Regions from separate parts of the Zea mays genome. Here regions 1, 2 and 3 are each linked to region 4. A link is a contact called in public Hi-C data. All regions are on one chromosome and are shown on one strand. The core of a region is the stretch at or near the end of the contact, and the rest is flanking DNA. Distances in the headings are between cores, read along the strand shown. Region 1 holds the start of LOC100278970. Region 2 has its middle 270 kb from the start of LOC100283512. Region 3 holds the start of LOC100273913. Region 4 holds the start of LOC100191600.

What was found. Hi-C and Micro-C count contacts between places; a contact is called where the count stands out from the background.
Region 1: a Hi-C map of bundle sheath shows a contact between it and region 4, with 5 times the contacts expected there. The contact joins the promoter of LOC100278970 here to the promoter of LOC100191600 in region 4. A contact is called at or near these places in 3 of 25 Hi-C or Micro-C datasets (bundle sheath, ear and endosperm).
Region 2: a contact with region 4 is called in a Hi-C map of tassel, with 3 times the contacts expected there. The contact joins the enhancer-like site here to the promoter of LOC100191600 in region 4. A contact is called at or near these places in 4 of 25 Hi-C or Micro-C datasets (ear, leaf and tassel) and 1 of 3 datasets of contacts at active chromatin or transcription factors (leaf).
Region 3: a contact with region 4 is called in a Hi-C map of leaf, with 5 times the contacts expected there. The contact joins the promoter of LOC100273913 here to the promoter of LOC100191600 in region 4. A contact is called at or near these places in 2 of 25 Hi-C or Micro-C datasets (leaf and tassel).

The regions. Positions count from the first base shown.
Region 1 is chr1:143,342,977-143,349,443 of Zm-B73-REFERENCE-NAM-5.0, reverse strand. LOC100278970 reads right to left here and starts at 1,666. Exons shown (of 4, transcript NM_001152063.2): 1 at 1,397-1,666; 2 at 1,234-1,316; 3 at 953-1,155. The coding sequence starts at 1,611. LOC100274631 reads left to right here and starts at 276. Exons shown (of 1, transcript NM_001365149.1): 1 at 276-941. The coding sequence starts at 337. The coding sequence ends at 720.
Region 2 is chr1:142,731,821-142,739,149 of Zm-B73-REFERENCE-NAM-5.0, reverse strand. No RefSeq gene overlaps it. Among protein-coding and RNA genes, the nearest start is that of LOC100283512, 270 kb to the right of the region's middle. Within about 2 kb of position 5,664, at least 20 of the 20 cell types and tissues checked have an H3K27ac peak or open chromatin away from gene starts, as enhancers often do. A contact at or near this core is called in ear, leaf and tassel, where this site is marked.
Region 3 is chr1:143,506,792-143,513,499 of Zm-B73-REFERENCE-NAM-5.0, reverse strand. LOC100273913 reads right to left here and starts at 3,607. Exons shown (of 3, transcript NM_001148305.1): 1 at 3,304-3,607; 2 at 2,440-2,852; 3 at 1,678-2,366. The coding sequence starts at 3,367. The coding sequence ends at 1,959.
Region 4 is chr1:143,020,219-143,026,690 of Zm-B73-REFERENCE-NAM-5.0, reverse strand. LOC100191600 reads right to left here and starts at 4,116. Exons shown (of 4, transcript NM_001137029.2): 1 at 3,892-4,116; 2 at 1,772-3,155; 3 at 1,533-1,679; 4 at 356-1,104. The coding sequence starts at 2,963. The coding sequence ends at 626.

The DNA of each region.
Region 1 (6,467 bases), core at 417-2,916, 330 kb before region 4:
TTAGCCACGGCCGACTGCGAAGAGGGCCATCTTCGCCGTCCGTCGAGGATCCGGCCGCCCTGGCTCACGCACAACTAGCCGTTGCGCACGACGTCACGGTCCCATGTCCTATCACGATTCACGAGCTGCTTCCGGTGGCCCGTCGTGTGCCGCCGTTGCACTGGACACAAGCAACCAGGGCCAACGGCTAATAAGTACCCGAAAGTATTTGAAAACGAACCCAGCGGCCACTGCCGCCTCGCCTATAAATACGGCGTCGCGTGCGGCCTTCTCTCATCGCCAAGTTTTTTTAACTATACAATCCAGGAAGGAAGTCACTGTCACTTGGTGAGATCGATGGCCCGCGTCGCCGCCGTCCTCGTTGCTCTCCTCGCCCTCTTTGCCGTCGCGGCCACGGCGCAGGCCCCTGCCGCGTCGCCCAAGCGCGCCCCAGCCCCTGCGCCACCCAAGATGGCCCCTCTCCCGCCGCCGCCGACCAGGGCCCCCATGGCCTCCCCGCCCTCGCCTCCCACGATGTCGCCGGCGTCCGCCCCCTCCGCCGACGCTCCAGCCACGAGCCCCGCCGGTGCGGGATTTGGCGACGCGATGGCCCCGGCGGGAGCCTCCGCTCTGACTCCGGCCGCCGCGCCCGTCACGGAGAAGAGCACAGCCGCATCTGCCTCCGCCATCAGCTTCGTCGCCATCGCCGGCGCTGTGGCAGCCGCCGCCGTCGTGTTCTAGACATCCGGAAGTGGATCTGAGGAGCTGCAGCTGCACCTGAGCCGCTCTGCTGTTGTTGATAGATGCCCTCTGTTTGCTCTGTTTTACGATCCATTGTTTATTTATTTATTTGTTTGTTTGTCATTTAGAGGTCTGAGACAGAGATGAGGATGTGTAATCCTATCAATTTTCTGAACGGGAGTTGTTTCTATGCTCCGCAAGCAAACATATGACACTGCAAGCTGGTGTGTACCTTGTGGATGATGTTCTGTGCAAGGTGTGCCTCCTCGGCGACTTCCTTGGACGCGTGCTCCAGGAGCACGACCGCTGTCCTCAGCCTCCCGTTCTCGGGCAGCTGCTCGGCCACTTCCGACGACACCTTCTCTGCGACGGTGGCCGCGTCCTCGACGGCCTCCGCCACTACCTCCGCCGTGTCTTTCACCATATCCACCTCACCTGATGGCATCGGCGCAGAGTTAAATTTTGCATCGGTGCAGAGTTTCGCGGCGCGCGGTACAGGGCTCTTTGCTCTACTCTGAATCAGCAGGAACGACGCCCATCTGGAATGCAGCATTGGCGCTGCAGCAGCAAGAATAGAACCGACGGCCAGCCTTGCCCTGCAGTGCAGCAGAGGAATTAGGAGCCGCACCGGGACCCACTAATAACTGTACAACGGACAGAACAGTCGAGCAATCACAAGATGAAGAAAGGCGTCCGCTCCTTGTCCTGAGACTGATGCTGGCTCGGCCGAGCCGGCGGACGTCTCACGTCTCCCCCGTGGCTGGAGCCCGAGAATCCCGATCGGACCAACGCCTGGAAACGCGGTGGCGCCGCCGTCGCGGATCCGAGACGGGTGGTGGAGCGGAGCTTCTGGGAGTAGAGAGACCCGAACGACCTGACCAGGGACGACATGGCCGATTGCTGGAGGACAAAACAGTCAGCTCCTGATCGCTGGGTCCTTATGCACATCGATCAACAACGTGGAACGAGCGCGTATATGTACAACATGGACACCTCGCCACGCGCAACGGCGTGAGGATTGAAAGCGTGTCCATTCGTTAGCTTGCAAGGAATTGTTGGATGTGAAGTTAGGGTGAATGATCTGTGCACGTCAAAGGCAGTCGATTTCCGGATCAGATATAGCCTTGGGAAGGCAAAAGGGGATGCGGTGTCATGTGTGGATTGTGAGACGGATAGCAGACATGCTAGCATGCTGGTGCCGAAACCTGAAGCTTCCAAGCAACAACGTTCGGGTGGATATCCTTTTTCATTTTCTCAGTTAGTTCGGATCGACGTAACCCTATGACGACACGTGGCTTGTAAGTTTCGTATATCATCATAAACTTCCCGCTTTCTTTACCGATCAAGTATCAAGTGCACTCGAGTATGGCTCGCTGAACTAGCGATGACAACGTATAACACCCTAAAATTATATTTTAGGATTTATAAAAGTTTTTTAAAAGTTTTAAATTGAAATATCTTTTAATAAGTATCTTATTACCTTTCAAGTTACTTATCCCAAAGTAAATATATTTTCTAATAAAATATTACACCAAATGAGTTAATTTATCCACTTTTTGTTAAACTATATTTTTTAAAAAACAACATCTCTTAATGAAAGTTCTACACGAGGAGTTAATATTATTAGATAACCATTTCTATTCTCTAAGGGTTGCATATGAGGCATTTGACTAAATGAATAATTGGTATATAAGTAAAATCAACCATGCATTGCATGCGGAGCCTTTTTTGTTGATTGTGCATTTAATTGGGTGTTCAAACTATATTTGAAATAGGAGAAATGATAAAACAAGAAAAAGAAAACAGGAAAAAATGAAAATAAAAAATATATATAGAGAGAGACTACCTTGTCTGGGCCGAAACCTACATTCCGGCCCAGAACCGCATCACCAGTGCGATCCAGCAGTACTCCAGCCGCGCGTCTGCTGACTTGGAGACCCCACCGATCAGTCACTATCGTGCGCTGGCCAAATTCCTCTGCCTGGTGGGCCTCCTGCTTAGTCATCTGCGTGAGGTGCGCTCGAGCAGGTGGGGCCGTTAGGCCAGTTTCACAATTCGCTCGCATCACTGACTTCGCGACCCACCCGCCAATGTCTCACGCTTCACGTCTCTAGCTCGTGGGACCCGCACTTCAGCCACCCCATTCACCGCGCGAAAAAACAACAAGTTAGTGGTGTCCGGGGCCCATTTGCTAGTAGCTTCTTCCCCGTCAAGTCCGTCGCGAACAAAGTTGTTACAACTGCCCAAGATTCGCGCGGCTCACAAAATCTTCCTAGTTTCAGCCCGTGTGTCGACCCCTCGAGAATATAACATGGCCGCCTACCTCTCCTCTAGCCATTGCGGCCTCCACAGGACCCTAGAAAGCGACTGCATCCATTGTCAAGCGTATATATATATAGAGAGAGAGAGAATTGACGCCACCCCGATTATGTGCTCAGCCTCGCCATCAATTTGCTGCAGTATGTGGTCGAGGAGGTTCGTCAGGACTCGTGAAAGTTAGGGATGTCAGATGTCACCAATTCATCGGGTGTCGCTGCAGTGATGAGAGGATTCATCGCTGGAGCTCCAGGTAAGAACTTCTCCGTGTGATTCACATTGGTGTATGCATCGTGTGGCTGCCTTCGGATTATGGTTTATGGCCTTACACCGCTGAATGGCGTGGCTACGGCCATCCGTCTGCCATGGAGGCCGACAGCGCCGCCGTTCTCGGATGTCTGGGTGAGAAGATAACGCGCTGGCCGTCGACCACGGAACAAACGGCCCAAATTAGAAGAAGTGAACTGTTATGCTTGGTTAAAACTGAGCCATTGATCTGCGATCCATCGATCTGGATTGGATCTAGGTGTTTTTAAATCCAGGTCGCCAGTTGTGAGATGGAGGGCTAGGATTACATCAGAGCGTACCCCTTCGTAGATTAAATCTGAGCCATTGATCTCAGGATGGATGGCCCAGTCGCGAGGATACCACTTCGGTCGTGGATTTTTGCTAAAGAGTCCCCAAAGTCGGGGGGAAATAATCTGCAGTCCATCTCTAATCAAAGACTATTACCGTGAGGTCCAGAATTTTAGAAAATAGACCCTAAACTTATCTAGAATATGACCCACAACATAGATCTCAGTTTTTCTTATAAATTAATTGTTAAAAATGGTTTTAAATATAAAACTTAATATGAAATAACTTAGAAACTTCAGAAATTCATAACATCTCCATTTTAACTCTGATTTTAGTGGTTCTTGAACCTAAAATTTTGTAGCGACACGTGGAATGTTATTACACAATTTGTTCTCATGCTTGGTGTAATGTTATTTTTACCTATTATTTGTCTCTCTATATGTATTGCTACGAATAGAAGCGAGGTCTCGAGGAACCTGAAGCTCCAATTGGAGAAGTACCTGTAGTTGCACCAAAAAGGCAAGTTGTGCCCTTGATCACTTTTATTTACCTAATAATGTTCTTGATAATCACCGTGACATGTGAAAGCGAAATGGGCTTAATCATTTCCTATAATCGATTTTAATGGTTGACGTCCATCACAAACCACGTGGACTAATTAGTTTGCCTAGATATCATTTATCATAGGTGCAAAAGGTTCAACACAAACCAAGCAAGAATTCAAGTTGGGGACTCAAATAAATTTGGAGCAAGACACGAGAGTGTGATGTCAATGGCACACTGGACAGTGTCCGGTGTGCACCGGACAGTGTCCGGTGCACCAGGCCCGCACACAAGCGAACAGACCACTCTCGGGAATCTCCAGGGCGCGCTCCGCTATAATTCACTGGACTGTCCGGTGTGCACCGGATATGTCCGGTGAGTCAACGGAGCAATAGTAACCTGGTACCAACGGTCGTCCGCCAAAAGTGAACAATGATGAACAGTGCGCGCAGATTCCAAAGGTCAAGTCGCTCCAAACCCCAATGGGCGTGCTGACGTGGCGTGCACCGGATAGTGAACAATACATGTCCGGTGCACCAGCGGACTGTCCGGTGTGTCCATCGCCAACAAAAAACAGTCAACGGCTAGGAAGTGGTTGGAGGCTATAATTACCCCCAACCAACTCCTTCAAAGGCATCCAAGTTTTCTGAACTCCATATTCATTGCAAGAGCAAAGCCAAACACTCCAAGACACATTCAAAGGCATTCAATCCACTCCAAGCTCCCAAAAACAACTCTAGTGCTTAGAGGCTTGTGAGAGGATTATTTGTGTTCTTTTGTTGCTCTTGTCGTTTGGATTGCTTTCTCCTTCCACATTCTTATTCATCTAAGTGCTTTGTAAAGCTAGCAAGAGACACCTAAGTGTGTGGTGATCCTTGCGGTCTTAGTGACCCAAGTGATTAAGGAGAAGGCTCATCTGGTCTAAGTGACCGTTTGAGAGAGGGAAATGGTTGAAATAGACCCAACCTTTGTGGCCTCCTCAACGAGGACTAGGTTCTTTGGAACCGAACCTCGATAAAACAAATCACTGTGTTCACTTGCTTTGATCTTCGCTTGATTTATTTTGTCCTCTTTCCTCTCTCTAAAGTTTCCTTGCTAAGATTGATTTGAGTTTGCTCCCAAACGTCATCCGCATCTATTGAGCAACTCTTAGCAAGAGAAACAATCTTCCGCACTCGAATATAATTCTAACGCTAACCCTGGCCTTAGTGCAAGTTTAAGTTTATAAATTTCAGGTTTCGCCTATTTACCCCCCTCTAGGCGACTTTCAATTGGTATCAAAGCCAGTGCTTTATTAAGAGTCTGACAAACTCGAAGTGATGTATGGAGATCACGCCAAGAGGGAGATCGTCACGGGCGACAAGGCCATAGGCTCGGGAAGGACTCCGTCAAGGGAGTCCGGCGACAAATACAAGGAGGAATCCTCTTCCTCCATCAAGTCACATAGGAAGGGTGACAAGAAGAAAAAGAAAATGAAGAAGGTGGTTGTCGGCGTTTCGAGACAGGGGGGTCCCTAAGCCGACGAGTGAGTGTGCTGCGTGCCCCAGCCCAGATGGGTCGAGCGCGTGGGCGAGCGCGAAGGGGGGAGAGGCGAGGTGGCCGGAGTCGAGCGTGAGAGAGGTGGAAGTCCCGCGGCCTTCGTGTTCGTCCCACGCCCAGGTCGGGTGCGCTTGCAGTAGGGGGGTTACAAGCGTCCACGCGGGTGAGGGAAGCGAGCGGCCCCAAGAGAGCGCCTGTCCCGTCCTCGGTCCCGCGCGGCCAACCTCCTCTGAGAAGGCCCTGGTCCTTCCTTTTATAGTCGTAAGGAGAGGATCCAGGTGTACAATGGGGGGTGTAGCAGAGCGCTACGTGTCTAGCGGAGGGAGAGCTAGCGCCCTAGGTACATGCCAATGTGGCAGCCGGAGAGATCTGGGCACCCTGCTGGTGTGATGTCGTGGCTGTCGGAGGTGCGGCGGAGCCTGGCGGAGGGACAGCTGTTGGAGCGGTCGAGTCCCTGCTGTCATCGTTCTGCTTCCGTAAGAGAGCTGGGGGCCGCCGTCGTCATAGAGCTTGTGGAGCGCCATCATTGCCCCTCTGGCGGAGCTGGCCGGATGGGACGCCGGTCTTGTTCTCCGTGACCCGAGTCGATTCGGGGTAGGATGATGATGGCGCTTCCTGTTGACGTGGCGGTCTGTGCCCTAGGCAGGGCGACGTGGGGGTTCCTCCGAAGCCGAGGTCGAGTCCGTCTTCTGTTGCCGTGGCCGAGCCCGAGCCATGGGGTCGGGCGAGGCGGAAGTCGTTCGGCCGAGGCGAAGTCCGAGCCCTGGGGTCGG
Region 2 (7,329 bases), core at 4,415-6,914, 290 kb after region 4:
CCTATCTTCTTCTTTGTGCAAGAGCAATCATTCTAGAATTTGGCAACTTTTTTTAAGGGAAAAGGGGTAGAAATTCTTGGATTACATGGTCTTTTTCATGGGGTATGGGGTATTGGGTGTTATCTTGTATTTTTTTAATAGGTTTCGTATTTTTCTCTGGTGGTCTACTTCATCAATAATTTGGTAAAAGTTCATTTGCCTACTGTTACACATTTTTAGACTTTCTGATGATTTAATTAGAGCATGGGCTAAAACCATATTTGAATTGTTTAGCTCACTTATGGTGAGGGGTTGGGATGATTCTTATTTTTGTAGTGGTGTTCTAGTAGTTAGGAGTCTACTGAATTTTGCTTATCATTTTTGAAATGGTCCTTATATTTTTAATTTTAGCTTTTCTGGATATCTTAGTTCCTAATAAAATAATTAACCTTGGATTAGCTCTGGACTAGGGTTCTCTGTGTTTTTCCTAAGTTCCTCATCACCTAAATATGCTAGGAAAATATACTTCTTCTCTGTTTATTATTTTCCACTACCCTTCTTAATTTTCAAAGTTTTGGACAGATATAATTTTAAAAAGTAATAATTAAGTTAATATTGTATACTGGGGTGCTCAGTATTTTTAAATAGTGCCTAAATTGGGTGTGCATCTCTACAAATTTTCTTAAGCCTATCATAGAAGCATATCTATTTTTCCTTATATTAATAAGGTTTGGGCAGTTTCATTATTTAATTCAAAACTCTTAAAATAATATAGAAAACATGGGGTTTAGTATTTTTGTCTGATAGTTCATAATATTTTGAATCCAGCAAAATTGGTTTAACTAATTTTGGATCAATATTCTTCAAGTTATGAATTTCCTAAGTTCTCTGTTCATCAAAAAGAATAATCAAAAATGGTTAAATGGAAACTAACTTTGCATCGGGGTTCCTGGCGATTGTTTTCAATTTCCCTTACAGATTAGTCCTCGGGTCACTATTCAAATGTGCCCCTGACAGTTCAGAAACGCCCTGGGGTTTTGCTAAACCTAACCCGAGATCCTTCTCCCAATTAAACAGTACCCGCGGTGGAGGAAAGGCGGAGGGGCTTACCGGTGGCGAGATTGCTCCGGTGAGGTGGTCGAGGGCGTAGGGGAGGGCGTGATGGTCACGCCGATGTGCGGATCGTCTCTGGGGATAGTCGGAGTAGGCCAGTCCACGTGCGTAGGCGGGGGAGCTCGGCGGCGGCGAGGGCTCCGGCCTATCCAGGGAGGTAGAGTTCAATTAAACCGGTCAGTGAGCTTCACTAGGTGTTAAGGAAGGCATGGGCGCGAGGAATTGGAGAATGGCTCACCGGATAGCTCGGCTTACGCGCGGTGGCGGGCGACCGAAGTCCGATGAGGGCGATTCTGCTTGTCCGGTGAGGCAATGCCTCAGTTCAAGCTTGGAGAAGCTTCACAGCCTCCCGGGGAAGCTGTCCAGGGGATAGGGTGAGGCTGGGGGTCGTTACAAAAGACTGGTCACGACGGTCGTGCTCGGGCAGTGATGGCGGGCGGTGGCGCTAGCTTTCAACGGCAAACTCCGGTGATCTCTGGCTCGGGCGGGGCTTTGGGTGCGCGAGTGCATACGACTATGGCTTCTGGGGTAGTTAAAGGCGAGGGCAAAACGCAGACGTGCGGGGCATGCGCTGCCGCGGCCAGTCCGCGCTCGGTCGGTCAGGCAAGCGATCGAACACATGGCCTCACTCGGTTTGGTCATTTTCAAACGCAAATTGGCTCGCGATCTTCTCGTAACTCTCCCAAATCCCTGCACACGATTTCTCCCTTGTCGTTTACTCTTTGTTTCTCTTATAGCACTTGAGTGGATTTGATCTCGGATTCGCGAGATACGAGGGGGCGAAGTTGGGTTTGTCGCTCGGTTGAAAACCGAGACTATGGTCGAGTCAACATGTGTCAAACGGTTTTTGTTTGAGTTCAAACTTTACCAGAGTATGTTCAAGGTAATTTGGCGCCACTTTCATATTTGGGTTTTGTAGATTTAAGTTTTGGAAAACAGAGAACATGGCTGAACTTCATGAAGGGGTGAAAATTCAGTTCTGAATTTTCTGAATTTCCTTTTTGAGATTTTTGCTTGAGGGGTCTTTTTGAGAATTTTGCAAAGTTCCACTTATCAAACTTTCTTACTACATTTTGTAGTTTATTTAGTGCACTTTAACTTTGTTATTTAGTTCTCATCATAATTTTGTGTTTTTCAAAATCTTTTTGCAAGTTTTCCCCTTTTGCACTTAAATGGCCTATTTAGGGTTATTTAGGGTTTGGGCATTCCTCTCACTTTGAGGTGCATGATATGGTTAAGGCATGATCCTTAAGATGAAAAGGACTTTAATTAAACCTTTGTTTCTAATTCTTGGTGTCATTTGCTCAATTGGATTTACATGTGATAATGATCTTGAGTTAGTACTGAGAAGAACTCTGAGAATTACTGGGGTGTTACAGTTGTGGTCGTGAGATCACTAGAGGTGGGTGCCAATGTTGGTTCTTGATTTCAATTCCCCTAAAGGTATCAAAAATCAAGGCAACACAAGTTAGATGTAAAGACCTTCGTCCTCTTGATTTAACACTCATTCGAAGTGTTAGAACAAGGGACAAAGTATTGAGAGAGAAACATAATGAAATAACATGAAAGTGACAAAATAGAACTTCATGTTCAACTCATCTCATATGCCTTAGCATTTTATTCCATCTCTCCTGATAAGTGAGTGTACAAGCATATCTTCGGTTCCTGCACACAAGATTGCACGGAGGTTCTTTGTAGGCTAAATAACACGAAGTGATGGTCCCTCCAAAAGGTGCTTTATGCAAGGCACACTGTTCACGTATTTATTGGGAAGATGATCAAAATTTGTACAAAATTACAATCATGCCCCTTAAGGCTTCACACTCATTATTTACAAATGACATCAGGGTAGTATTGGATTTTCTCCTTTCTCTGCTATTACATAGGTCTTGGCCTTCTTTTTCCTTCGTCAGCTTGCGCGTGAAGCTTTTCCTCATGCCGAAGCTAATTGTTTCTTCTCATTCTCCCACCATTTTTGCGTACAAATGAATCTTCTATTTATGTTGCTTCGACCGAAAGCCAACTTTGTCAAGCCTTTGGCATTCACCTGAAACACACTTTATTATACCGAAATACTAGTGTTTTGAGGACCTTCAGCAAGGCAGCCCCCAACACTGAGTATAGCGAAGAAGAGGGTGAGGTGGGTAATGGGACACGAGAAACATTGTCGAGTGCTTCCCTTCTCACCCACAGGAAACAAAGGTACATCTGGGCACGTGTCGAGAGGAGGGGTGGCCAAAGGCCCTTGAAATGCGGAGGGAGCTTCAATGTCCATCAACTTTTAATAAAAGAAGATATTTATGTCGTTTTATTTTTCTATCATACTTTTTGTCCATATGCAAAATATAATAGGATAGTTTCTCTTAGAATCATTAAGAGTTCATTTTCTTGTCCTTCCAATTGTTACACCTAAAAAGATTCTAATCATCACATGGTAGATCTTTCAAAGAAGAGTGTCATCGATTATTTTAATCTAAGTAGTGGAGGTACGACATATGCATGCATATTTTTGGTTTGCTTAAAGAGACTACCAAAACAGATTTGGGCCTGATGTTGGCACCCATGGCATTGGATGCCACAAACAAATAAGAGCCACATAATATATGATTAGTAAATGTTCCTTACCTATGTCATTATTGTTGGTCACTTGTTTTTTATCTTCTAAAGGATATAAAAAACAAGGCAACACAAGTTATTAAATTGGAAGCTTCTCCCTCTAATTATGTCTTTTACTAAAATCAATTAAAGCTATAAGATAAAAGGATATTGCAATAAAGGTAATGATAATGGTATGCAAATCAAGAAGAGCAAAACATATCACTCCTCTAGTTGTGCGCACTTGTATTTACTTCCTTCCTTGCAAAATATTAAAATATTACAAATGTACCTTCGGCTTCATACAAGCTAGAGCTCGAAGGTATCTTCGAAGGTTGAGCAATCGGATGCTCAAGGTCCAGAAAAACATAATTTATGCATGTCACTATTCCTCTATTTATAGTTGTGGGGTACAACTTCGGTGAAATTACAATTGTGACCTTGGGCCTATACATTTGGCCTATTTTACATGCCAAGGGCAAAGTTGTCCTTTCCCTCTTTGGACTAGCATACTAAATTCCGAAGGTTCCTGGTGATACTTCCTTGCTTCGTCATTCATGAGCATATGGTATCCACCCGAAGTTTTCTCCTACAGAAATGTGTATATTGTCAGCTCTAACTGATGGCTACCTTCGACATTAGTCATGCAACATGTGAAAGAAGACAAAAAAATTGTTATTGGCTAAGTGTTTGGAGGACCTTCAGGGGAAGAAGGCCCCCAATACTAGCTGTAACACCCAAAATCTTACTTTGGACTTATTAGAAAGATTTTTTTAAAAAAATCTGAATTAATGCCGTTAATAGGAATTTTACTAGCTTAGAAATCATTTCTTGAAAATAAGTAAATGACAATATTATATTTGGAGTTGTTAAAGTTAGATGTTGGACTCAAAACTAGAAATTGAAAATCAATTACATAAAGAATTTCAAATATTGATATGAGTGAATTATCTTCTTCTCTCTCATGAATTAAGCATTAGTATTACTGAAAATAACAAAACAAATAATAAAATATTATTGCATCATGCTGGGATTATTTTGTTTGTTGCATCTAACTAGGAGCTTGAAATTCAAAACCTAATTTGAATTTGAATTTGGAATGTGGAAATTAAAATACAAAAGATAAAACAAAAGGAAAAAAGGGAAAAGGAAGCCATACCTGCGCTTGGACCTTTTTCCTGAAATCGGCCCACAACCACTGCTAGCCTGCTCGGCCCAGCTAGGCGGCGTGCCGCGCGGACAGGTGGGCCCCGCCTGTCCGGGGTCCGTTGCGCGTGCCACTGCCGGGTTTCTCACCAACAGCTGGGGCCCACCTGTCGGGTCCCTACCCTTCGTCATCACCGGATCGGAGCTCGCGCCAGCGACTGCGTAACAAACTCTGTGCGCCGAGGAAATCTCGCACTGTTGTTTCATGCCAGACTCGCCTCCTCGCGCCTATATAACCAGGTCATCTGTTCCTCCTCTTCGTCTCATGTGGCCGCGACCGAAGCCACCATATACCGGGTACAGGGCGGGGGTGAAGCAGAGAGCGCCGTCGCATGCGAACCGCCGCTAGGGAGTCGACTTGACCCGTAGAGCCTAGCCTAAAGTGAAACACAGGGTGCGTGGAAGGTGCGCTACATAATTCATTGCCGCGGAAGAGCCTAAATCGATGGTAATTCCTCATCTGAGTGCTCTCCGCCGCGAAGCCCTTCACGCCGAGGGCAGACTCGTCTCCACTCCGAACGTTGGTGAGAATCCTATTGAGTGCTTAGTTGGCGTCTCCGTTTCGCTTGGGCCGGTTGGATTAGGAGCTAGGGGCCATTTGCGCGGGGACCGTGTGCTCCGGCGATGGTGCCGTCGTGGTGACCCTGCGTCGTCGCGGTCTGGTCGTGGAAGACCATGGTCGTGGATGTAATCTCGAACGACCAGGATTGGGCCTAGGTGATGGATTCGGGCATATGGACGTGGTCCGTCCGATCTGCCGCAAGGGCGTACGGGGGTGAGTCCTGGGCCATTTAGATCGTGAGTCGTGACTGTTGATGCCCGTGGAACGTATAGGATTACCTCTCTGGCATTTTGAATCATAGCCGTCGATCCTAGATCCATTGGCTATGCTTATGTACCGGTTGGAAGAAGGATTTTCTAATCCTGGCCGTTAACGCAATCCAACGGTCAGGATGCGCCTGTACCCCTTCGTTGTGCGCAATCTATACTATACTTAAAGCACCAGTTTCAACGGTCGTCATACGTCATTTTTTACAAATAACCCCTCACAGCTATTTCAAATTAATCTGTTGCACGTCTATAGATGACAAACGACGCCCGACATGGGCTAGATGCACGCGGGCCACAACTATGGCACAGACACGTCATATCGGCCTGCTAACTGTGTCGGGTCAGCCCGTCGATCTATTTAATTAAATCAGCGTAAAATGTTAAAAAACGGTGCAGGAGGTGGGGTTCGAACCCATCCCTGATGGAAGAAGGGCGAGAGACACTGGGTAAAACTGTCTAACCAGTAGAACATCACGCTAAGATATTTTTAATATTGAATATAAATTGTATATAGGTATATACGTTTTTTGTAAAATAAAAAAATAATCGTGTCGGGCCGGGCCAGCATTACGGGCCGAGGCTACAGCCCAAGCACGACACGACGTTCTTTGCTCTTGCAAGCATTAGGTGGTTTCTAATACCACATTGGCGCAATGGGCTACATGGTGTTTGAGGTTGCTGAATTGGATGGAGCAGCAATGATTTGTCACACTAACAGCAAAATGAAAGGTTATTTGTTGGTTTTGAACGTTAGTAATTGCTACGAAGTAGCGTAATTTATATAAAGCGCATCCAGTTTTTATTGTTGTCTGCCTTTAGCAAATATTACATATTTTGATCTATCTTTTTTATAAGTTTGACTTCATGGGACTTATTTTATAAACTTGATCTCACAAACTTTCTCTTATTTGTTCTCTGTATGATGGAATTATGTCATTTTATAAGCTCTGTTCATTCAGTCAATCGTTGTGAACTCTCTTCTAATCGCTCACTTCATTGGCCGTGTTGTACCAAGACATATTTGTATGGAGTAAACAATAACATCAGTTAGCCAAATCAAAAAAAAATATTATAAAGAGAGCGGAGACAATCAATAAAAAATCTTGAAATTTTTTTGATGGATAGTTTATTGTTGTAAGCCATCGCAACGCACGGACAACCGACTAGTTTATAAAAGAACCCTCGGAATGTTGTGGAATCAATCCTCCATCCACAGCCAGTGTTGAATAATTACAACCACACCTTGGAATTTGTAGATTCAACCCCGAGCTTCTGGTAAATAGTGCCCGCAACCCAAAGGTGAAATAAAATGAGTGAAATTAATAAAGAAAAGGATTTTGAATATAAAAATAATTCCAGAAACTTGTTTAATTCATATTTAATTCATTTTAACACATTTTTGATCCATTCCAGTTGCATTAATCCCATATTAATTTTTTATCATCTAGTAACCTTGTATTACCATGAAATCTATGATTAAAATCTTGTACCTTATTTGCTTTATAGTGGACACTTAAACATTTGGAAAATTATAACTTTATAACCGTAGCTCCGAATTTAGTGGTTCTCGAACCTACGATCTCGTTACGATACGTAGACCGTTAT
Region 3 (6,708 bases), core at 2,358-4,857, 490 kb before region 4:
AGGGGTTTGTGAAGCAGACAAGCAGTGATTTGTGACCGTGCGCTTAACCCTAGCTGTGATTTGTGAAGCAAACAAGAAGTGAAGGTGAAACGTGTGCTATTGTTTGCTTTGAGTTTGATTTGAAGTTTTGATTTGATTATTTATTTGGTAGTAATCCCATGTTTGTACATATTCAAGATGAAAAGATTTTGAAGCATTTTGAAGGCTTAAGAACTTGGAAGATAAATTTACCTCGCAACATCAACGCATGAATGATATGTGTAAGATTATTCTATTTCTAGAATTCGTATCGACTTATTTTTGGACTACATATTTCTTGAATGTTTAAATTATATCTTGCTTCTTGTGTCATATTAAACATCAATTATATTATTTTTGTTTGGTTTAAAAAATTTTATAGCCTTATCTTAGTAGCCCCCTCTTGGATCAATCCTGGATCCGTCACTGTGTACTATGGAATTATAATTAATGTCTAATGATATTTATTTGATATTTATAAATATTACTATTTTCTCATATAAATTTTGAGATGCTTTGACTATGCAAGTAAGTTAAAATGATTATAGTTTGAGATGGAAGGAGTTCATATAGCACATACATAAAAGGAAATTCAATAGCAAAGGAGATCAGCATAATCAAAAACGCTGTTAATTATTAGTGTATCCAATTCAAATAATGCACAGTCGCCTGATGATGTCCTCGCAGAAGGCCGTTAAAGTAAGGGGGTGTTTGGTTTCTAGGGACTAATGTTTAGTCCCTAGATTTTATTCCATTTTAGTTCCAAAATTACCAAATATAGAAACTAAAACTTTATTTTAGTTTCTATATTTAGCAATTTATACACTAAAAAGGAATAAAATGAAGGGACTAAACATTAGTCCCTATAAACCAAACACCCCCTAAAACAGATCGTTCCCGTACACGCTCCACATATGAAAAACTGCGGGCAGATATGTTGTACCCATTGGCTTTATTTAGCTAATTGTGCGCTTCACTTTTCCGAGCAAGACGCATCTAGAAGAAGCTGCTGGGCCACACCCTGTACTACTACTGCTATCGCTGGTGTGCATTACAATATTGGCATAGAGGGCCGCATCAAAGCGAGCACATTCTCCCCCCATCCCCTTCTAATCGCCAATCAGCCAGAAAGACCTCAATTTTCTTTGCCCTGCTCCACATGGTTAAACAAGTCCACTCGTTGTCCCTGTCACTAGATACCTTTAATTTGCTGCACTTCCGTTGTTGCCTAAAGAAGCACATCCTAGATTGACAATCTGGGTACAAATACGGCATGTGAAAAAGTTTTAACTCTCTCTCTCTATATATATAGGCCGGTGGATACGAAGACTTTCATCTAACTAGTGTTTACCTAACTCTTTACCGTACCCATGCATCATGGTCCCTCTCTGCATGTGGTATCGTAACAAAAATGACCTTACAAATCTTTCAGAAAAAATGAGTTTAGTAATATACTCCTAGCTAGTTAGAAGACCAAGTACACTGTATCCTCATGCATTTTCTCCATCCCCTGTCTCCCTAATCCTGTCTGTCCTGCTGTGTTTCTACATGTGGTCATGTGTCGATCTCTCTGATAACCATGCCCACAAAGTACGAGTATCTTATATACTGTCCACATTATATGATTGTTCTAGATTAGATACAGCGAGAGAGATGTCTAAAAATTAACTGCATGTCAACCAAGATTTATAGAACAATAACCGTATTACCCGGCCTATCTCCTCTCGTAGCCCGTGTTTCAGGCTTTCAGCCCGCCAGTGAAAAATACAGAAATTAACTACTCCATATAAATTAACTCTACATAGTAGTATATAGTTACCGCGTCCCGGACCCATGCATGCATAATATAATGTACAGCGCCATATTTTACAAGAATGGTAGATACGATACCAAGAGTGATCTCCAGCCTCCAGGCAGCCAACAGCTTAGCTGTTGCTGTTCTACCAACCCTCACCGCCGTACCAGCTGCCGATGCCTGCGCTCTGCTCCTCGGCGAAGAATCCGTCGCCGGCGGCGGCGGCGCTGAAGAAGCCGTCCGCTTCCTGGTCCAAATGCGAATCCCCATGGTATACGGAAGGGAAAGAGGACGTCAAGAAGGAGGTGAAACCCGTGAAGCCCAGCGGGTGGCTGGTTTCTTGCTGCTGCTGATGGTCTAAGGCCGCGCCGGAGTAAGGGTAGGGCGACGCCTCCTCGTTGAACACGGCGCTCGAGTCGCTGTCCGTCGACCCGTCCTTGTTATACACAGCGGCTGCTGCTGCTGACCTCGTCGCCACCGGCAGCAGCTCCTCCGCCGCGGACTCCAGCTTCACCTCCATCTGCTTTTCCACCATGCCCCTCAGCTCCTTTATCTGACGACATGACATGACAGCTGATCTATAAATCAAAACCTCCACTCCACAATGAAAGCAATCCATCGCGTACCTCGGCGGCGAGGGCGTCTTTGTCGCGGCGGAGCGCGTCGCACTCGACGCGGAGTGCGTCGTGGCGCACGCGGAGCGCGGCGAAGTCGCGCTCGATCTGCTTGGTCTTCCAGCGCGCGCGGCGGTTCTGAAACCAGACGGCGACCTGGCGCGGGTGGAGGCTGAGGTCGCGCGCGATCCGGGCCTTGCGCTCTGGGTCCAGCTTGTTGTCTACCTCGAAGCTCCGCTCCAGGGCGCGCACCTGATCCGCCGCCAGCCGCCGCTTCTTCTCCCCGAGGCCGCCGCGGGACCCTGCGAGCTCCTCTTCTTCGTCCACCTCCTCGTCGTACGCCCCGGCGTCCACGTCGTCGCGCTCAGCCGCGGCCGTAGCATCGCCGTCCACTCCGTGCGGCTCCATGGACCTGCAGCTATCTTCTGCAAGTGCAAGCAAGGGAGAGATGAAGCTAGCTGGCTAGACTTAATTATTAGGCCATGTTGTGCCTGTCGATATATATATATATATATATATATATATATATATATATATATATATATATATATATATATATATATATATATATATATATATATATATATATATATATATATATATATATATATATATATAAATTTGCTGTCTTTGTCACGCTGACACTAACCTATACGGTTTCATATGCATCAAATCAAATGCATATGTATACGACTAAAAATCATGTTCACAAGATATTAGTTAGACCAAAATTTAGATGTAAGACGAACTGCGAAGCAACCAACCGTACGTACTCTTTTTTCTTGTTGTTGTATTTCCGATATTATTTGGATGAAAATAATAATTGAAGAATAAATATAGTTGTGTTTTGAAATAATTTGGGAGATTGTTGTCTACCTTGTAGATCTGTGGTTGCTTGCCCGCTGACCATTGAAGAACCTCTGCTGGTCGGCCTCTTCATCCGTGCTCAACTCTTGAGTGGAAATGAAGCTGGAGAGAGCTGAGAGAGATGGAGATCTTGCTATTGCATAGGAGGGTTCACATACAACGGCAGAACAGGGATGGCACTGGGACTTTGCTGTGCTAAAGGCTTGGAGAGGAGAGAGCCTGGATCTACAAGTAAACAAGCTGGCACTAGAGACTTGCCCAGCGCAAGTAAACTAGCTGATGATGCAAGAGGCCAAAGGAGGTGTATAAATAAAAGCAGCGGTTGGGTTGGGCATGTGGGTGGTGCCCTGCTGATGGCTTGTGCCACAGATATTTGATACCTAACATGTTATCTTTGGCAGGTAAGCCTTTCCTACTTCATATTTTCGTTTCAAAAATTAGATTCACAACTTAAACAACCTTAGCATACAATGCTACAATTATGATATGACTATTTTTTTTTATTTTAATTACCTTGAAGAAACCATCATTGTTCAATTTCAAGACTAACGATTTTGGCCAAATATCTAAAATTGGGTAGAATATTTCTTACTCCATGTCTGCATTTTTACAGCTGCACAATTTTCAGCACTTCACTAATTTCAACTGTGCGTATGGACTGTTGGGTTGTACTTTGGCATAGAAGTGGAAGTTGAAGTGCAGAAATTGCATTCTTGTAAGAACCATTCCTGAATAAAACTGTGGCCAGTAAGATGTTTTTAAAGGAGTAAATTTTCTCCTGCATGCTATTGCAGTAGCAGATAACTCAGCATAAATTGACTTTGCAAGGACACAACATCCTGCCCGAGACCATTTATGAATTGCATTATAAAAAATAGAGTAGTTAGGTGCCCGTGTGTTGCTATTATTTCCATTTATATTTAGTATAAAGTATAAAACACAAAGATATATGTGTTCTGTTGACTAGGTGTATGTGAATGTAAGTTTGGAGCCAACAACTAGGTTTGAATTCACATTTATGTATAATTTTAGCTTTTTTGTCATTTGAATAGGGGGGAGCCGATCAACAGTGGAAATTGGTGATTTATAGCAGTAAAGAATTGAAGTGAGTTATTTTTAAAATACAATTCAAAAAGAATTATGATGGTCTTTCTTGCTGCAAACAATGCGACAAAAGGAATCTCCTTAGTCGATCTTTTGGGTGCAGCTTGCCTCATTATTAATACTGATGTCCTCGATTCCACTTGGTGTGTAGCAGCTTATCAATGTATGTGCTATCTTTTCTTTTGTCCAAAGATTTCCCGTGAAAATAGATTACCTCAGATCAAGATTTTTTTGCAAGTGATGAAGAAAAATGAAAATACAGATTTACCAAATGGGACATTTTATAGCATAAAAAAACCAAGGTGGCCTTGGAATTCATAATTTAGACATCAAGAACACAACTCTACTAAATAAGTGGCTTTTCAAATTGCTCACAACTGAGGGTACTTGGCAACAGATACTATACAAAAAATATTTAGGATCTAAGTCTCTTTCTCAATTTCAATGGAAGAACAAGGACTGACCTTTTTGAGCTAGCATGACGAAGGTTACCCATAATCCATATTTTGGCTCAGCTTATATAGAATATCACCATTGACTCCATGTGTTGAACCTTGCATGCTTTTCACTAAATACCTGTTCAACACTCAACACCCTGGTTAATCCTTTAATTGTGTTATCATCCAAATACCAAAACCCATAAGGGACTCTCATTGTGGCATATAGAACCAAGGAGGTCATGAACTGTGGCACCAAATACATCCAAGATGATTGGTGATTGGGCTACTAGTCCCTTAGCACAAAGGTAGAACCTCAGGAATAGGGTGCACATGGAGAAAAATACATATTGATATAGAGTTTGAAATGGTGCAACAAGTTCATTACATTGTCTGTCACTAGTTAGTGTCATAGAACCCTATGTTAGGAAACACCTAGAGGACATGCAACCACTAATGATAAATCATGTTTGGAGGCATGGTTCAAAAATAGCACAAGATCAATTTCACAACATGACTCAAGCAACATGACATACCCTATGGAAAACCCGATGATGATGAGACCACTACTTAGTCCTTAATGACTTGTACTACGGTCATAAGTGAATATTGGGGACATAAATGTACTTTTGTCCGAGCTCTGTCCCATGCCTATAAATAGATGAACAGTAGCACCGTACTGTTCACGCTGATTTGTAATCTCCCTTGCATCAACACCTTCGAGCAAGCCGAAGGTATCATTGTAATATAAATCTTGTTAATTTTCATGCATGTTCTGTGGAATGCAAATACGAAGGAATCATTGAGATACTCTTACTGTTTTCATCTCTTTGCATTCTTGTTTATCTATAAGATGATGATATGTCCTTCATAACCTTCGTCTGATGATCATTACGTCCGTGAGGAGATAATGCTTCGGAAGACGAAGGTCTTTAATACTTAGCAATTGTGTTGCCTTGTTCTTGCTTCACAGCATTTGAGAACAAGTGCCCAACATTGGCGCCCACCTCCGGTGAATTCACTTCCACGATCTTCGACAAGCATTCACCTTCATCATGCCGCCGAGAAGGCAATAGTGCCAGGGGCTGCCCTGTAGCCACTGGACACCAATCAGGATATGCTCTCACTGAGAGAAGATAGGAGCCAGAAGAGAAAGGCTACCGGCCCAACACCTCAGGAGGAGGAGTTGGACCAGGAAATCAGAGACTTAGAAGCTATACATCACCAAGTACGGAGGAAAAGGAAAAGTTGCTTCGGCTAGCCGAACTTGAAAGGAAGATCGACGAAGACGCTGAATAAATGTGCCACATCGGGTAGGATGACCAAGGACGAGGGCCTCAACACAGAGAGCTTCGTCAAGAAACTCCAATCAACGATGATGGATGGTATGATGACTTGTACCATGGTAATTTTGCTTTTTATGATGCTTCTCCCCTAGCAGCAGAGTTGCAGGCTACTCCATGGCCACCTTCATACAAGCCGCCACAACTCCCCATGTATGATGGGCACTCCGACCCGAAGCAATTCCTCATGAGCTACGAATCAACCATATCATCATATGGTGGCAACACTGCTGTCATGGCAAAGTCCTTCGTCATGACAGTCAGGAGTGTGGCTCAGACTTGGTATTCTTCTCTTCGGCCGGGAACAATTACATCGTGGCAAAAGCTGAAGGATATGCTAGTCACAAGCTTCCAGGGCTTCCAAACGAAGCTAGTGACTGCTCAAGCTCTATTCCCGTGCACGTAAGAAATGAGGAGTATTTGTAGGCATACGTCCGAAGGTTTTTGCGACTAAGAGCCTAGGCGCCAACAGTGCCTAATGAAATCGTCATCGAAGCCATGATCAAGGGGCTCCAACCAGGACCGACATC
Region 4 (6,472 bases), core at 2,867-5,366:
GACAGAAAACTAGGCATGATGGGCTAGCTCGGCATGGCCCGTTTACCTCTAATCCCGTTAAGCCCGCTTTTTTTACACTAAAACGTGCTTACCGGCACGTTTAGCTCGCTTTTCGGCCCGCTTTTTTCGTGCTTTTAGGCCCGCTGCGGACCGAGCTCAGACAGGAAATTGAGTCCGCGTGCTTAGACGGCCCGGCCCGGTTTTCTAACCGTGTCTGGCGGGCCAGGCCCAAAACGGGTCAGGCTTCACCGTGCCCGAGTTGGGCCAGGCGACCCGTTTGGCCATCTCTACCTGTACGATCTGCAGACTACACCTATCCTCCATGAAGCGGCAGTACTGCGATGTTGGATGGATGTTCATCTTCAACCAGGCTCAAATTGATATTTTCAGGTACAAAGATGCATCGGTCGTAGTATTAATCTAAGCAATATCTCCCTAACAAGTATGTACATTATGTGTTGCATCGCAATTCTCTCACATCATACTTGCTTTATATACTTGGTTTGTCTCATATCATGCTGGCGCCGTGCCGAATCATGGTGTCGTCTGAGTCTGCCTGCACGCAGTCACGCCACCGTCTCCCGTCTCCAAAGAGCAACGCGAATCACGCAGTTGGTTCTTCTGGTCAACGACGACGAGAGGTGTTTCTTGGTGTGGGTGAACCGCCGCCGCCGCCGCCACGGGCCCTGGTCAACGACGACGAGCGGGGGCTCTGCGTGAGCCGCCGCGACGTCCTCTTCCGGATGCTCCGGCTGTCCGAGCCGCTGAGCGCGGCGCGCGCGATGCTGTCCGTGGCCACCTCCCGCGCGATGCGCTGCGGCTTCACGGGCTGCTTGTTGAGGTAGGCAAGGCTCGGGAGGAGGCCCGTGACCGCCCGGCGCAGGGCGTCGTCGCCGATGTTGGCCTGCACCGGGTTGCCTACGAGGTTGAGCGCCAGGAGGGAGTGGTAGTTGGCCACCAGCTGCCCCAGCGCCTTGGCCGTCGTAATCTTGTTGAAGCTCAGGTCCAGCACCGCCAGCTTCAGCAGCCGGTGCAGACCCTCCACGTCGCTGATCTTGTTGCCCGCCAGGTACAGCTCCCGGATGGCCGTGCAGTTCGACAGACCTGATCCATGGCGCGCAGCATCGCAGAGGAATCCATGAGCAAAGCAAACAAAACAAACTGATGCATTCGTGATTGCTTAAGGCATGCAATTAATCGAAGATGATGCATGTCAGTCGGCAGCAGTGGGTCCTTCGTCCATCATGGGCCACCTCAATCAGAAAAGCAAATGCATAAACGAATCAGGACAGGGTCATCTCAACGGCACCGGTCCCAGACAATTATGTCCACCGCTGGCCACTCGAAGCCAAGACATGGAACTGGTACCGCAATGTGGGATGTCCTGTCCTGTTCAATGATTCGGAGTCTCTGATCCACACCGACAGACTGTACCGGCCGGGAAGATGATAAACTCAGATCGCATCTTTATGAGTGCATGTGCACTGTGCATACAAGCAGCAGTAACCTCAAGTATGGAGACACGTGCTTACCATGCCCAATCCGCGAAATCCTGTTGTAGCTGAGGTTGAGCACGCGTAGCTTTGTGAGCTCCCGGAGGCCCTCGACGCTGGCAATCTTGTTCCTGGACAGATCAAGAGAGTGGAGGCCCTTGGGCAGCGATCCAGGGGAGATATGAACTGCAGCAGCAACTCAAATTATTCATAGTTAATTACTGATAGTTAGTTACTGAAGAGTAATAAGCAGTTCATTAAATTAGTGCTCTGCTCACCGATGAGGTTGCTGGAGAGGTTGACGGCCCGGAGGGTTGAGAAGGGCGCGATCATCGGCACCACCTTGAGGCCCATCCCTGAGATGTGCGCCACCGACGAGAAGGCGTTCAGGGACTGCACCACGGTGTTGGCCTGGACGACCTCGTCGGCCGTCGTTGCGCAGCGCTTGGATTTGCTGTTTCCGCCCTTCCCGGACGATGGCTCCCCGAGCTCGAGATGGCGCGGCTGCGACGCCGCACACTCGCCATTCTCCTCATCGTCCTCTCCGTCGTAGTTGTCGTCATCCTCCTCGGCGATATCGAACGGAGGCTCGCTTTCGATGCTGCTGACCCACGCGCTGACGCGGTCGTGGATGGAGCTCTCGGCGCAGAAGGCGACCCACTGGTTGGGCACAGACGCTGCTGGCGGCGACTCGTCGACCATGACCGTCTTGTTCTTGCGGTCGGCGGCCGGGCCCTCCTCGAACGTGTCCGAGGTGTACCCGTCGTGGCGGCCAGGCGAGAACGATCGGTGGGCCGTGCGCGCCGACCGCGGCATGTGCAGGTTGCGGTGGCTCCAGAGGAAGAGCCGCCACCAGAGCTTCCGGCTGCGCGAGGGCAGCACCTGGCTGGACGACCGCTTCTTCAGCATCACGCGGTCGGCAGTGCGCGACGTCTTCACGGACGCCGGACTGGCCTCCGGCGCGCCGTGCGGGGTCGCCGTCGCGTCCAGGGCGAGGCCGGCGACCAGGTTGCCCAGATCGCCGTAGGAGCGCGACCGGGCCGGCATCTCGGGCGCGGAACGCGAGCCTGGTCGCTTAGTCTCGATGTTGGAGCAAGACCGCTTCAGCTTCGGCGATGTGTCCGCCACCGCAGCGTCGGCCGAGGTGTCCAGTGCCACGTCACTGTCGGACCGGACGGGCTTCATGGCCGCGTGGAAGCTGAAGTCGAAATCTGACAGATCGCTCTCCTTCACCAACACCAGTTGATCAGCCGCTTCCTTATTGTTGCGGTCCTCCACGGGGACCGAGAGCTCGGCGGGGACGACGTCCTGGACGACGCCTGCACCAAGCGTCGGGTCGATGAGTTCGACTTCGACCGGCTTCACCTTGGGGCACTCGTTGCCGCTGGCCTTGATAGCATCGGTGATCTTGCGTGTCTTCTTCTTCCTCTTGCCGGGGAGCAGAGCGGGGAAGCAGCTCAGCTTGGCCATAGCTTGCCGGAGAGCAGGGCGCAACTGTTGTCTACGGGAGGCGTAGGCCGAAACAGGGACGCCGGGATCGCGAGGACGATGATGATGACGACGACGGAAGAGGGCAAACTCGCATGCTCGCCAATATTGAACTTGAACTGGGGAGAGCTGGAGGGCCGCAAAGCTGGAGCTGAGCCGTCCTGACAGCTAGCCCTGCACCAATTAATCAGCAGCTGGTTGAGAAGGGGGCTCTCTTTATTTTTTTGGAAGGCTGTTACGCGATGAGGTCTCCTAAGTCCTAACGGACGCGGAAACCAGTTTAATTTAACAACACACAGGAGTCCTTCAAACGCAAAAGAATATACATATATATCATCAGACTGCGAAAGAATGAGCAGACCGGGACTCCCCTTCAACTGCCAGACGGCTGAAAATGATATGCAATGACAGAGCCAAAGTTATTCCATTACTGACGCAAACAACAACAAGCCGTGTGGGTGGGGAAAAAGATCATCAGATTCGCGATGGAAACAAAATTGACCACCTTCGTTTTTTCCCCATTCTCGTCCGATTCACAACCACACAGAAAAAAAAATACAGACTAGCAAACAACGATTCGACATGAGAATTCAGAACCATGTAAGAAGAAGCGCTAACGTCTACATACACACACAGCAAACAAGAAGGCCCGGATGAGCACGAGAATTCAAGGATTTACCAGGAACGGAGGCAGGAGGGCCTGTTTGGAATGGAGAGGGGGGTTGCTTTACGGATGTTCAGAGCCTGGTTCGATTTGGACGGCAACCCCCCTCTCCAAACAGGCCCCAATGGCGCAGGCACAAAGGCGATCACAGAAGAGGGGAAAGCATTTATATACCACGAAGACGAAGCAGAGGCACGCCAAACAAAGGAGGGGGGCATTAAAGGGTTCTGAACAGCGAGGCCTCACCTTGGGTTCGTCTGGCTGGCACTGACACGTGCAAAGAAGGTGCCTCCTGTTTCCTAGCTGGTCGTTCGTCAAGGATGACGGGTCGGTCGAGCGCTGATCGATCGGCGGCTATTTCTCTTCTTGCATGCACGCGGCGGCTAAAGATGGGTAGTAGTAGTAGTATAGGACAGAGGCAAGAACAGGGAGGAAGGGTGCTCAGTGGTGTGGCGTGGCCCATCGTGGAGAAGACGGGACGAGAGGTGAGACGGTAGAAATAGACAGGACAAGCATGGATGCTTGGCGCCTGTCGCGCTGGTGGTGGAGGCAAGCACGCACGCGGTGGCCACACGGTGACAGTTGATTCGGACGTCACTCCCACTAGCCACTTGGTGCCGGCCGCAACCAAGGAGAGTCGGAGAATACTCCCGTCGTCTTTGGTATTTTATTTTATTTATTTTTATAATATATATAGGAAGCGATGACAAGTTATAGATTTATTAGTCCTTCTAAAAAGGGTAACCTCGGTTATTATTCTATAGACCTATGAAAGTGTCAATATTATAGCTATCTTATTTATAGAATATATCATTTTTTGTTACTTCTTTATATACGATGCTCGACTCAATGCCTTTTAGGAGTCATAGCCATCAATCTCTACTACACTATAAGAGCGTATGTGGACGTCCACCCCTACAGCATGTCCCGCCTCTGTCTTTCCTGGCCTCGCCCGCCCCTTCCAACCTCCTCCCTGCTCCCTTTCATCCTCGCACATGCTTCATTGCGCTCGCCGGGCCGCCCACGTACTCGGCATGCGCTCCATCTGTGCTGGCCCGCACTCCATCAGAGAGCTGACGCCGCAACTGGGCCGAGGATCTCGCTCCCTCACCTCAACTAGAGTTGCCCCATCATCTCCAACTGTTGATCACCATCGCAACCGGCACACAGAAACCAATGGCGCTCCTCCTGCACGCCCACGAGCATCGTTATCTCAGCGACCCCCTCCCTCGTATTCAACCATCGCTTCCTCGGCACCGACCAAGACGGCGACGACGTGGGCTCGCACCAATAACATCGCGACCACCGATCACATTGCACCTCTTCGATGCCTCCCTACGCTTTTTCCTCCACACGCTGCTGAGACCGACATCGCGACCATCAATCACGTCACGCTAGGACGAAGCGCGGGCACTGCCGCAAATGAGGCCAACGTCCTCCACACGCACCTCTTCGATGTCGAGGCCGACGTCGCCGCGCTGTGTGCCCGCGCCGAGTGGCTCGAGCGCGAGGCTTCCAAGTGGGATGAGCTGCTCCTCACGGCCACTTCGCAAGCCAGGTACTCTGATGGCAGGCCCCTGCCATACATTCGCGACGGAGAGGAGTGGGCGCGCCATGACCTCTTGGCCGACCTCCGTTTTCAATGCGCTCACCACCAAACTCCGCAACTGCCTCCCCATCCAAATAGACATTAATGTTTCAATCCACATCTCTACCGGTTTAATCCCTTTGCTGCTAGGTAAGGTGCCCTGTTCCTTGCTGCTCGGACGGATCGTTTAAGTTTTTCCTCGCAACCACCCTATTGCTTATTGCTGCATCGTGCAAGGAATAGGAGCACTAACTTATGCACGCTTATCCCTAACAGTTTAGGATTCATCGGGATTGGTTCGGTTGGTATTTCGTTAGGCCTCGGTTTCTATCCGCCATCTCCTCCTTCCATGGTTGTTGTCGCCTCCGCCCTACGCTCGGTGCTCGGGCCTTTGGGACTTCCGCCTGCGACGCTCACCCACCAGGTATGTGCACCCCTTCTCTGTTCCTAATGTGTGAAACCATAGCATGTGTCATTTGTCTCCATAGCCTGTAGTAATGTTATACTATCCCTTATACAAGGCAGGCTTAGGTGTTTATGTCATTACCTTGTACCGAGTGCTCTATGCCTTTTTTGTTTTTTGATGTTGACAATTGTTCATATTATTATGCTTCAGCAACTCGTAGCACCAAGTCAATGTGTATGATCTGTTAACTTGATAGAAGTTAACATCATTTGATTTGAATCAGTGTAATCATTTTTCCTGATTGCTTAGAATTGATTTGTTAATCATTTTTCAATGTCCTTGATTGATATTAGATTTTTGCGATCTTGCGTCATATTCTGTGATAAACAATGTACAGTTTAATTTTAATGTAACTTAAACAATTGTTTTGGTTCCTCCATAGGCCTCTTCCTAACCTTGAGGTTTCAAATGTAGTTTTTGAAAAAGCTGCAGATTATGCTCTTGTATGGATCAATAGGTTGTTGGTTGTCGGTCATGACATCGCCATCAAGACAGATAGGAAAGTTTTATAAATATCTCTCTCTTTCTTCGAGCTTCTCAGTTTCTCACACACTCTCTAATGTATATTTTTCCTAACTATATATGGTCTTACCTTTTCCTGTTCTCCTTAGTACAAAAGGTGAAACTAATTTTGTGGCTGGTTTCATTCGTTGGAATGCTCTTCAACTTTCTTACGCTCATTTACATTGGTGAGTTCTATAAAGTATTTCTTCATAAATGTTTGGATGTACTGTCCTTTTATGATAGCTCAATATGCATAGTCCATACTAAAC